Regions from separate parts of the Mus musculus genome. Here regions 2, 3 and 4 are each linked to region 1. The links are chromatin contacts, called in public HiChIP or PLAC-seq maps. All regions are on one chromosome and are shown on one strand. The core of a region is the stretch at or near the end of the contact, and the rest is flanking DNA. Distances in the headings are between cores, read along the strand shown.

What was found. HiChIP or PLAC-seq counts read pairs in DNA pulled down with a chosen protein or histone mark.
Region 2: a contact with region 1 is called in a BATF HiChIP or PLAC-seq map of CD8 T cells, with 5 read pairs. The contact joins two enhancer-like sites. A contact is called at or near these places in 2 of 115 datasets of contacts at active chromatin or transcription factors (CD8 T cells and pancreatic cancer cells) and 2 of 9 other capture datasets (adipose tissue and embryonic stem cells).
Region 3: an H3K4me3 HiChIP or PLAC-seq map of bone marrow-derived macrophages shows a contact between it and region 1, with 4 times the contacts expected there. The contact joins two enhancer-like sites. A contact is called at or near these places in 1 of 484 Hi-C or Micro-C datasets (the G1E-ER4 cell line) and 2 of 115 datasets of contacts at active chromatin or transcription factors (bone marrow-derived macrophages and pancreatic cancer cells).
Region 4: a CTCF HiChIP or PLAC-seq map of the NIH/3T3 cell line shows a contact between it and region 1, with 11 read pairs. The contact joins two enhancer-like sites. A contact is called at or near these places in 10 of 39 promoter capture datasets (the C10 cell line, the HPC-7 cell line, HPC-7-derived erythroid cells and 7 more), 1 of 15 datasets of contacts at CTCF or cohesin (the NIH/3T3 cell line), 4 of 484 Hi-C or Micro-C datasets (CD4 T cells, the N1E-115 cell line, bone marrow-derived macrophages and 1 more), 8 of 115 datasets of contacts at active chromatin or transcription factors (bone marrow-derived macrophages, embryonic stem cells, large pre-B cells and 1 more) and 3 of 9 other capture datasets (adipose tissue, liver and pancreatic islet).

The regions. Positions count from the first base shown.
Region 1 is chr5:64,069,590-64,072,203 of GRCm38.p6, forward strand. No RefSeq gene overlaps it. Among named protein-coding and RNA genes, the nearest start is that of Pgm2, 22 kb to the right of the region's middle. Within about 2 kb of position 1,317, at least 109 of the 459 cell types and tissues checked have an H3K27ac peak or open chromatin away from gene starts, as enhancers often do. A contact at or near this core is called in CD8 T cells, the N1E-115 cell line, the NIH/3T3 cell line and 2 more, where this site is marked.
Region 2 is chr5:64,295,978-64,298,591 of GRCm38.p6, forward strand. All of the region lies in intron 14 of Tbc1d1 (TBC1 domain family, member 1), which reads left to right. Among named protein-coding and RNA genes, the nearest start is that of Gm38634, 40 kb to the left of the region's middle. Within about 2 kb of position 1,289, at least 169 of the 459 cell types and tissues checked have an H3K27ac peak or open chromatin away from gene starts, as enhancers often do. A contact at or near this core is called in CD8 T cells, where this site is marked.
Region 3 is chr5:64,210,221-64,212,834 of GRCm38.p6, forward strand. The region is part of intron 2 of Tbc1d1 (TBC1 domain family, member 1); the gene reads left to right. Among named protein-coding and RNA genes, the nearest start is that of Gm46913, 36 kb to the right of the region's middle. Within about 2 kb of position 1,286, at least 52 of the 459 cell types and tissues checked have an H3K27ac peak or open chromatin away from gene starts, as enhancers often do. A contact at or near this core is called in bone marrow-derived macrophages, where this site is marked.
Region 4 is chr5:63,935,625-63,938,238 of GRCm38.p6, forward strand. Rell1 (RELT-like 1) reads right to left here. Exons shown (of 7, transcript NM_145923.4): 2 at 2,182-2,409; 3 at 399-470. Among named protein-coding and RNA genes, the nearest start is that of Rell1, 32 kb to the right of the region's middle. Within about 2 kb of position 1,282, at least 76 of the 459 cell types and tissues checked have an H3K27ac peak or open chromatin away from gene starts, as enhancers often do. A contact at or near this core is called in the N1E-115 cell line, the NIH/3T3 cell line, bone marrow-derived macrophages and 1 more, where this site is marked.

The sequences.
Region 1 (2,614 bases), core at 67-2,566:
GAACTCTCTGGCCCATTTGAAGTGACTTTAGCACGTCTATGAAGTGTGAATCCAAATGACTTTTCTCCTACTCTTATCTGCTCATTTGGAAATGTTTATTTTACTGTCATTTATGCATGCCCCCACCAGTTTGCAACTCCTGACAATCATTTCTCGGTTCAGTATTTTGAGTGCATACTAGGGGACTGGGAACTATATCTATGTGCCTTGTAGGGTGATCTGCCTTGTAGAAGGCTGATGCAGATAATTCTGACTGAAAGACTTTCCTTTGAGGGGCCAATATTTATTTTTCTTTAGCTCTCGAGCACGTGGACGGTAAAAGCTTTGTTCAGTTTCTCCCTCCTGCTGCAAATGAGGGAAACTGAGGATACCAAGAGATCTTCTGCTGAGAATGTAGGGAAACATGGAGAATTAAAGCATCAATGAGAAGTTAATAATAAAATATGTAGTTAATATTAAAAGCATACCACTAGAGTACATTATTCCCAATGAAAATATATTCCTCATAATGATGGCCATGACTATGAGTTGAAGCCCTGGGCATGTCTTCTAAGCTCCTGACTCTTGGTCACTGTTCCCATTAATTCCGCTGGTAATTTGCCACGATCTGCCACCAGGTGGCAAAAGCCAGATCTCACCTCCACCCTTCTCCATGCTTTTCCTGTACAACAGTGCCTCCCAGCTAGCCAACTAGAAAAGGCATGCTAAAGCCCCACTAAGGACCTCACCAGTAAGATGATCCCCATCCTATAGTAAGTCTGGAACTGTTTGGCAGATCTGACTCATTGCTGCTGCAAGTGTGATTTAAGACAAATCAGGGGGCTGTTTAAAACCCAGTTTACCCAGCTGTGAAAAGAGTAGACACAGACCGGGAAAGCTCAGCATAGAGATTGACCTCAAAATCACTTCCGGTTTTAGCTGGATTACATTTCCTGCTGTTCATGTTTTGTTCTTCAATGAATAATGAAGAGTACAAAATTAAAACTTAAAACATAATGACATCATTCTCTTCTTTCCTTCCTCCAAACCAAACCACCTCATCCATCTTGCTTGCTCTTGTTCTCTCTCTCTCTCTCTCTCTCTCTCTCTCAAAATCATGTCCTTTTTTCTTTGTGTATATATATATATTCATACATACATTCCTAAATATATAAATTCAACCTGCTTAACCCATAAAATGCTAATAGTATGTATGTGACTTCAGTGTTGATCACTTGGTACTGGATAACCAATTTGGGGGCTCTTCCCTGGAGAAGTGTGTGTGTGTGTTTGAGTCAGGGACAGCCTGTGAGAGTCAGTTTTCTCCTTCTACCTTAGTTTCTGGGAGTCAAACTCAGACTATCTAGCTCGGTGGCAAGTGTGTTTGTAAGTGAGTCATCTTGCTGGCAGACAAACCCATTTTTGAGCCAACTAAAATCTGTTTCTCCACTCAGAACCGGTAAAATTTCAAGTCATCATTAAAAGAAAAGGAAATAATAAAATAGCTGGAATCTTTTACAAAGATTTCAAACTAACATGAGATACAAAAATAGATTTTTAGTTGGTAGAATTTATGGCAGTAGCTTTTCATTTGTACATTGAAGAGGGTTTTATTCTTATTCATAAAGCACACAATTGTGGTTTGCAATGAATCACTTTGAAAGAAAATAACCCCTGGGTAGTGAGCTAACTTAGCAGTTAGGGGCACATGATGCTCTCTGAGGGGATCCAAGTTCAGTTCCCAGCACCCACATCAGGAATCTGATAACCATCTGTGACTCCTCCAACTCCAGGAGAACTACTGCCTTCTTCTGGCCTTCATAGACATTTGAATACATGTAAAATAAATGCTTATAGACATAGAAACATACACATAAAAATTTAACTTTTAAAAAAAGAAAGAAAATTATGCCTTTTAATATATATACATATATATATATGATGTGAGTGTATGTGTGTAAACACACTATGTAGCTGAAGCTAGCCTCTAATTCACAATAATTATCTTGCCTCAGTCTCTTGAGTTCTGGGATTATGAAGATAAACATGAAATGTTTTATGTATCCCTAAAAGGTATCTTTTTAATATGAAGAAATTTCCTATGTAAATTTATTTTTCTATCCCATTTTCATTTCTACTTGGGGATACGCTATATAAGAGTAAACTGTAACCTAATATAATATCATCTATTATATCAACATTTCTATTGTCAAGATAATTCCTTATCAGCTAGAGTTCAATTTCTGAAGCTGCCATCCATGGACCAGGGATCTGGTTCTATGGTTAATGGCATCTTCTGACAAGGCTGATGCTATGACCCCCACTTGAGTGCTCTGAAAGATGTGCACATGTGCACACATATACACATACACATGGATGCACACAGGCACAAGTGCATGCACTCCAAATATACAAAAACCATGTATGTTTTAATTGCTACCCATGTGTAAAAAAATTACATTTTAAAAAATGCTTTGGGAAGAACAATGACAATACAAACAATAAAAAGATGTGTAAAATATGAAAATTGTCACTAAAATGCACTTGGCTACATAAGTATGAAAAATACCATATTTTCTCTCTAGTTCCAAATGTATATTTATGTCAACCTTAAATTTGAGGAGAGCTCTCAACA
Region 2 (2,614 bases), core at 39-2,538, 230 kb after region 1:
CTGGGGACCAAAACTGTGTCCTCTGCAAGAACAGTACATGCTCTTAGCACCAAGCCATTTCTACAGACACTGATGGTAAGCAAGGTGGAAAGATTCTTTTTGTACTTGATTAAATCTTGTCATCAATACCCTAAGGCTATAGATTGTAAAAAGTTCTTCTTGATAGCCTGGAATTTTTTTTTCATGTTTAAACAAAACAAGAAAATTCTTATAGTGCCTCACTTTATATATGAGAAGACCGAGACCCATAGCCCCAGTGCTCACAGCAGTCTTCATTTGTCCTTTAATAGCTCCAGTGCTCACAGCAGTCTTCATTTGTCCTTTACTTAGAAGAGTCTGGGATCAGTGTTCTTTGGGGACCATTTACAGAGTAGCCTGTCAGATGCTTGGAGATGGGCTAGCATGGTCTAGCATGGGCTAGCGGGGCTGCCCTGCTTGTCTCCTCTCAGCTCCGTGCCTGGTCCCTATCTCAGCTCCTTGTTGTGTCAGATGTGTTATGGTCACTGTGGAGCTGTGAGGGGGCAGCATTGCACAGCTCCTCAGAGCTCAGGCCTCCCACACAAGGCAGAAGTGGGAGTCTTCAGAAAAGAACGGGGAACTTTCCACACACATCCACACGGAGATGCTGAGCTCTGGACTGCTGTGATGTCAAAGTGATGGGACCTTTGGGAGGCCGCGGGCTTACAGAAGTCTTCCTCATGCCGGGCCTCTTCCTCTCATGCCCTCCTCCCCTTCCCAGCTGTGGTGCTCCAGAGGGGAATCTGTAGGCTCTTTCCACTGCCCCGTTCCAGCCTGCAAGCCTTTGTTTTCAAAGCAAAGCAAAACTCTAGGCCTGGTGTGAGAGGGCACTCCCATAGTCTCTGGAGGCTGAGGCAGGAGGAGCAGAGAGTTCAAGGGCAGATTGTACCACATTGCAAGACTTGTTTAAAAGGAAAAAAACTAAAAAGTAAGATTCCATGCTGGTTACTAAGACCCGCTGTGATAATAATTTGCTTCTGGCCATTTGAGAGAAAGTGGGTGACCTTGGAGGTACTTGGGTGACCTTGGAGGTACTTGTGTGACCTTGGAGGTACTTGGGTGACCTTGGAGGTACTTGGTGACCTTGGAGGTACTTGCGTGACCTTGGAGGTACTCGCAGATCAGAGTAGTGCCCTGGCATTGGTTTGTGTGTAAAACACACACTTACACCTCGAAGCGGCTGAGATGCTCAGCTTTGGTTGTGAGTTTCCTCTTGTAAAAGTGAAACCCTTAAAGCCATTAGCACCCTCCCCTGTCCCCAGCCCACACTAACCTTTGTTCTACTTTCTATTTCTATGAATGTGGCTACTTTACATGGTTCCTGTGAAAGGCAGCCTTTGTCTTCTTGTTTCAAGTTTATTTAAGTAGTTTCCTCTTGCTAGCTCATAGCAGGTTTTCCCTTTCAAGGTCAAATTATACCTGCAGTGTTTTGTGTGCCACGTGTGGTTTTGCTTACTTATATTGACTGGCCTTTTTTAGTACCCATTTCTTAGCAGTTGTGACTAACTGTGAACCTTGGTGCAAATGCCAGAAGTGAGGCGCCTGACCAAATGACCCTTGTATTTTTAATGTGCCACACTCTTTTCACAGCATTGGTGCTTTCCCGGTGCCCTAGGGTTCCACACACACACACACACACACACACACACACACACACATCTTCTCTTGCTATTTTCTGGTTAATTTGCTAGTGGTCAGTCTAGTGAGGTGATTACCCCATTGTGGCTCCTCTGTGACCTGTGTGGCTAACACTGGTTTTGCGATGTCCTCCATAGATATGCAGGTATAGCATAGAGTAATGACAGCGTCTACCTGATAGGAGGGATGTGGACCAGTCAGTGGAAGCTGTAATCACATAGGATGCAGACAGCCTCTTCTCTTTGGGGATTTAGAAAACAAAAGTAGGCACCTCCCCTACAAATGGCAGCCACATTGTTCAGCTTTGTTTTCTGACACAAACTCTTGCAGTGTAGGCCAGACCAGCCTTGACCTCAGAAGTCCTCCTGAGTGCTTGGATTATAGGCTTTACTGCCACACCTATGTTCAGCTCACACTTAACATCACAGAGGCTGTCATTTTTGCAGAAGAGTCATATTGTCAAAAAGACATCTTCTGGTCCCTTAGACTATGTGTGGCCATTTGCTTGGTTGCCTCAGTCTGCCAGCTGCCTCAACAGTTGCGGATACCTAAGGACGATGCTGTCTCTTAAGCTGATATGTCCAGGATGTTTGCCTGGTCAGGAAAGCCTTAGTGCTGTGTTTTCCATGGAGAGAGGCCACAATTTCACATTTAACAAGCTGAACATTATAGGAGTCGGGCAAGGACTGGGTCCACTAGTTTAAACTTCTGTTTCATAGCATCCCTCTATGCTTAAACTTCCTCATCCCCTCTTCCGAGCAAGCACAAAAGTGTTTCCCAACTCACAGGCTTCCTTTCATGGATTCCAGCCTTAGATCACACCCAGATAAGCATTGTGTAATAGGTGGGCGGGACTAGAATTTCAGCGACATATACCCACAAGGCAGGTGGGCGGGGGAGGAGGGCAGCAGAGGTCCTGGCTACAGCTGTGAGCCACTCAGGCCTGCGGTCCAGCAGC
Region 3 (2,614 bases), core at 36-2,535, 140 kb after region 1:
ACAGAAACCTTGATGACCTTGGGCTGGAAATTTTTGTTTGTTTGTTTGTTTGTTTGTTTGTTTCTTGTGCCTTTCCCTCTGGGTTTAAGATTCTGCACTGTATTCCACCCCTCAGATGGGGCCGGATCCCACCACTGCCAGGCTGTTTGCTTATCGTTGCTGCTTCTGTGCAATGAGGTTTGCTGGACCTTCGCCACAGAGAAGCGTCCTATCTTTTGCACCTCTAAGGCTGCCCTCTCTGTAACACCTCAGGACTGGGGTTACTTCCACACCTCTACAGCCCAGCACGGCTGTTTGTCTCCTCTCTAGGACTCATATAGAGGAAAAATAAATGCAGAGAGTGAATTCCAATGCCATTTATAAAATAGAATGTGTCAATACGTTTTGAGGGTTGGGGATATAGTTCAGTGGTAGAAAACTTATCCCAACTTTTGGATAGCACTGAATTCAGTGTCCAGGACCAAGAACAAAAACATAGATACTTTCAAAGAGGCCAATTAGCAATCATTTCTGTTTGTAGCATAATGGGCTGGGCTACAGACAAGTGGCCTACAAACTAACTAACTAACTAACTAACTAACTCTCTCTCTCAATTTCCATTACATTTAGTTATTTATTGTAAGTTGTCTGTGTACGTGTGTGTGTGTGTGTGTGCATACATGTCACAGTATGTATGTAGAGGTCAGAGGACATGTTTGGGTATCAGTTCTCTCTTTCCATTACTGGCTCCCAGGGATCAAGGTTAGATCATCAGCCACATCAGCAATCGCCTTTCCCTTACTCTGAGCCATCTGGGTGGCCCACACATCAGTATGAAAAGCAAGGAGACTGACGTAAGACAGTCCAAAAATACATTAACTTGATACTTTCAATGCTGAGAACCGATAGTGGGTAAACATGTAAGGCTTTGTTTTCTGTAACTAAACCATATGGCTCCCTAAGGATGGAAAACTCTGTAGGTACAGCAAAAACACAGCAGTTAATTGCTTATAGTAGTCTCTAATCCAAGACAAGGTATGTCAAGGGCTGGTCCTTGTGTGATAGACTGCCAGCACTAAGTGTATCTGTAGTATGTTCAGACCAAATCCACGGTAAAGTTATATGACGTGATATGGATCAACTCTGCCAGAAGCACCTTGGATTCATTATGTGTTTGATTCTGAAAGAATTTTTAGCCATCACATATTAAGAAACTTCCTGTTTCTACCAAGTTGACTGTGACTTCCCCACCCACCCCCCTTTCAGTTTGCAACCCTCGATGAGGTTGCGACCCACAGCTTAGGCTGAGCTCTAGAAACCAGAACTGGACTCAATATTGTGCGAGTGGGAAGACACCCAGTGAAGCTGTCCCTTATAATTTGTCTTCAGTTCCAGCTTCCCCTTCTGTTTTCCCACGAGCAGAAGCAGCACGAGCCCTCTCTGAGTGTACCTACTTTAATCTTGGACTTCCAAGCCTTTGGAACTAAGTATGGGCTGAACAAACCTCTATTCATCTCTCAATGTAGCCATCTCAGGTATTCTGTCATGGCAACGGAAAGGGGGCTGAGGCAAGTTCCACTTCCAACAGATCCGAGGTGAATAGAGAGAGTTGAATAGAAGTCAGGGTGGATTATGTTTTATTTATTTATTTTTTTTAAAAAGGTGGCTTTATTAAAGGGCAGTAAGGAGTGAAATCAAAAGCCAGTTAGAAATTAGAAAACACTGTTCAACTGAGCTGTATGCCTTGGCTATTCTGCACTGTTCTTGAGAGGTTTGGAACATTCTGCAGGTCTGGTGGGTGGATGTTGCTTTTGTTGTATGGGTATGGGAAAAGGGGCTTAGGCATCAGGTAACTTGCCCAAATCTCACTGCCAGAGAAAGTGATGGTACTGAACTTCCCAGGCACGTCTGTCTGACTTCAGGTCTGGGCTCCTTGCAAGAGGTCATCCTGGCTCTCAGATCCTGTGCTAGGAGTGTAACGGTCATCCTAGCTCTCGGAGCGTGTCTTAAGTGTGTAAGTTCCTTATTGGAACAGTGGTCTGTACCATCATTGGCATTTTGTTTAAATACAAGTGGTCATGTTGCTCCATTCTACTTCAGCTTTCCGTGCTCGCTCAGTCCTCTCAAAAGGAGGCCCGCAGATTCTGAGAGCATGGTTTATTCCTGTAGACAAAACAGGAGACAGGAAATAGCAAAGGAGAAGGGGGGAAAGGCCAGGGTCAGGTCAGGATCTTCCCACGTCTTCTGTTCCCAGCTCATCAGGAGACAAATGAAGGCATGAAGGAAGTCCTAGAAGCTAGGGCGCAAACTTACTTTCTTGGGGCAGAGGAGAAAAAAGATCATAGCAGCTGGTAATACTTCTAGTTAAAGTATCAGTTGTCTTAAAATGATTGCTTAGTCAGTGTTGATAAACTTCCCTTTTCCTTCTCCTTCTCCTTTCATGCCAGGGCCTTGGATTCGGTTCGAGGCTTTGATGGAGACCTAGGTGGCACCTGGTGTCAATCTGAATCACCTGGGAGGCTCATAGGGGTTCCTGTGTAGTTGCTGAGTTCCATGACATAGTGAATTTCCTAAATTACAAGCTTGTTAGCATTGCGTGTTTGTGGGTTTTGCTGATACTGGTGAAAGTGGGTGG
Region 4 (2,614 bases), core at 32-2,531, 130 kb before region 1:
CTCCCCAGTTCTTACCAGGATGCCTCAATTTCTTCCCAGTTCAAACTCATGTCCTTAAATGTGAAACACAAGAACCAGCTAAGATGTGAGTCCTTATGACTCCCAGCACATCGCTTGTGCTACCCTACACAGTTGTGTAATGTAACTCTCACTCCATAGGAGGAAGCTGAGGCTTTATAAAGTCACGTGATACACAGCCTAGAAGCTATCGACCTTCCTGGCCCTTTGCTGTGCTGAAGCCACCAAACACCACCAAGGCAACCTCTCCTGTTGTGACAGTGCTAAAAGCTGAGGAGTTACAGAGTTCAGGTAAAAGCCCTGCGAAGCCATTCAAATTCTGACTCTAAGGAGATTTTTAAATAACACTGAGATGCCCCAAAGCACGAAGATATCCTTACCTTCATTTTTCATAATGTACTGGACAATCTGGCCGACCGTGTCACTGTTCTCATTTATACTGTCATTCAACTCTAAGAGAGAAAGAGGACAGAGCGGCGTTACGATCCATCACCTGCAACAAGTCAACTAGACATTTATCTGAGAGCCTAAGGCCTCGCCGAATACCTTCCAGAAAGTTTAAGCACCCTCACACAGTGCAAAGAGTCTAGCTTTAATCCTTCAGCCCCACCTTCCCGATGCCACACGTTTTTGAATTCCTGGGCTGAACACGCATTTATAAATTAAACAGAAAAGGCGCAGGACTGTCCAGCATCCCCTTGCTTTGCATGACACTACAGGAGTGCATGTATCTCTGCCCCCACGTTCTCCTATCTTTCCTTATTACCTTCAACCCTCTGGAGAAACAAGAAGAAGGATCACGAAAAGGTTTTATCGAATCTCAGACATGCTGTATACAACTGGCCTACTGATTAATGGTTTCAACTGAACAAGTAAGTACTAAGTATTCATCCATGTTTATAAAACTCTCTTTTCCTTTGAAACAAGGTAGCTAAATTTGGGCACTGGTTATTTGTTTACAGACTCAGTTTACTTTGGGGACCCAGCACGTGACAGCCAAGTCAGGCGGAGAAAGAGGGGCAAGCCTCCATTTGGAAACCGATCTGTATAATTTATTTAGCAGGACCAGCTGAGACTGGATTGAGACATTGTACAGACTGGGACAACAGCACACCCATGTACCTGCAGGAGTGTCCTCTGCACCCCAAGGGAGGCTTCTCCCCTATGACCTATAGATGTTTGGACAGTCACAGTGGGGGCTGATGCCTGAGCCAGCCTGAGCCAGCCTGCTTCGTGGGTTAGAAGGAACAGCGGGGGAGGCCCTGCTCTGTTGACAAACACTCAAGGCCGGTTTGCTCATTCGCTGAGCGTGACTCATCCTGTTCACCCATGTTCCCCAGCCTCAAAGGTCAGTGGGGGTGGAAAAACCAACAGTCCAGCAAGCTGGCAAGCCACCACTGAGAAACCTTCCCTGCCGGTAGGCTCCATGGGTGACCTACTCCAAATGTCACCTCCCTGCAAAGATGGCACAGAGGGGCTGAGCTGGATGAAGAGTGAGCTGCCAGTCCTGGGACCCATCAGGAAACCTCCCTCAGGCAGGACTGGATAGGAATATCAGTGAGGAAGACATGCTGTGGATGGAGGTGACCCCACCACAAGCTATCAACATATGTGCAGAGGGAAAGATGAGCGCCCTGACACTCACATGGAAGCACCAGTTCTTGCTGCAGCTCTACCGAACTATGACAAACATCTATTCATTAATAATATACAGTTCAGTCACATGGACTTCAATGAGAACTCCTCCAGTGATACTTAACACAGCAAACCCGATGAGACCCGTTTCACGTCCCTACCGTTCTTATTAGAATCTTGATTCAATAAGTAACAGCAAGGATTAGGCTTATGAGTAAGTGCCAATCACCAAAACACCTTGTCTCAAAATTTCACATTAACCCTTCAAAGTGGAGAGAAGGTACCCTCATTAAATTCACTGTCAATACAATTAGAAATAAATATATACCATACAAATAACAGTCCCGGGCTACCAGGCTCTGAAGTAAACCCTCAGCAAGCATTCAATAAATGCAGGCAAGGTTTCAAACTCTGATTACTGCAGAAAATAGTTTTCCTCATAAAGAAATGGATTATATATGAAGTTTTGTTTTTTCCACTTAGAACCCACTCCTCAAGCCATTTCCTTTTAAAGCAGAGGTTACTTACCTATCTTTTCCACCTTTTCCTCTTCGACTTCCTGTTCCGCCTCTGTTGTACACCGGTAGCCTTTCTTCTTAAGTAAGTGACAGATGAGGACACCAAGGAGACCCATGACGAAGAACACAGGGACGAGCACGTACGCGATGTATTCCGGGTGTCCATTCCCAGGGTTGTTGGTGGGTGACGATGGAGTGGTCTCTGCTCGGGAGTGTAACGTGTGGCTACCAGTGTTGTCTACAGAGAGGGACACACACGGCTCTGTTAGGTGATGGCGACAAAGCTCTGGGAATATTTCCATTACATCAAAGTTTTGTGCTTCAAAGGCTACGAGCTGTACACAGGTCTGGGGATCCCGATAGAGGGGGATAAAGGGTGCGAGCATAGGCTCGAGCTGACACAGTCTAAGTCACCTCCTGAACTATGAGATCTCTTAAGAGAG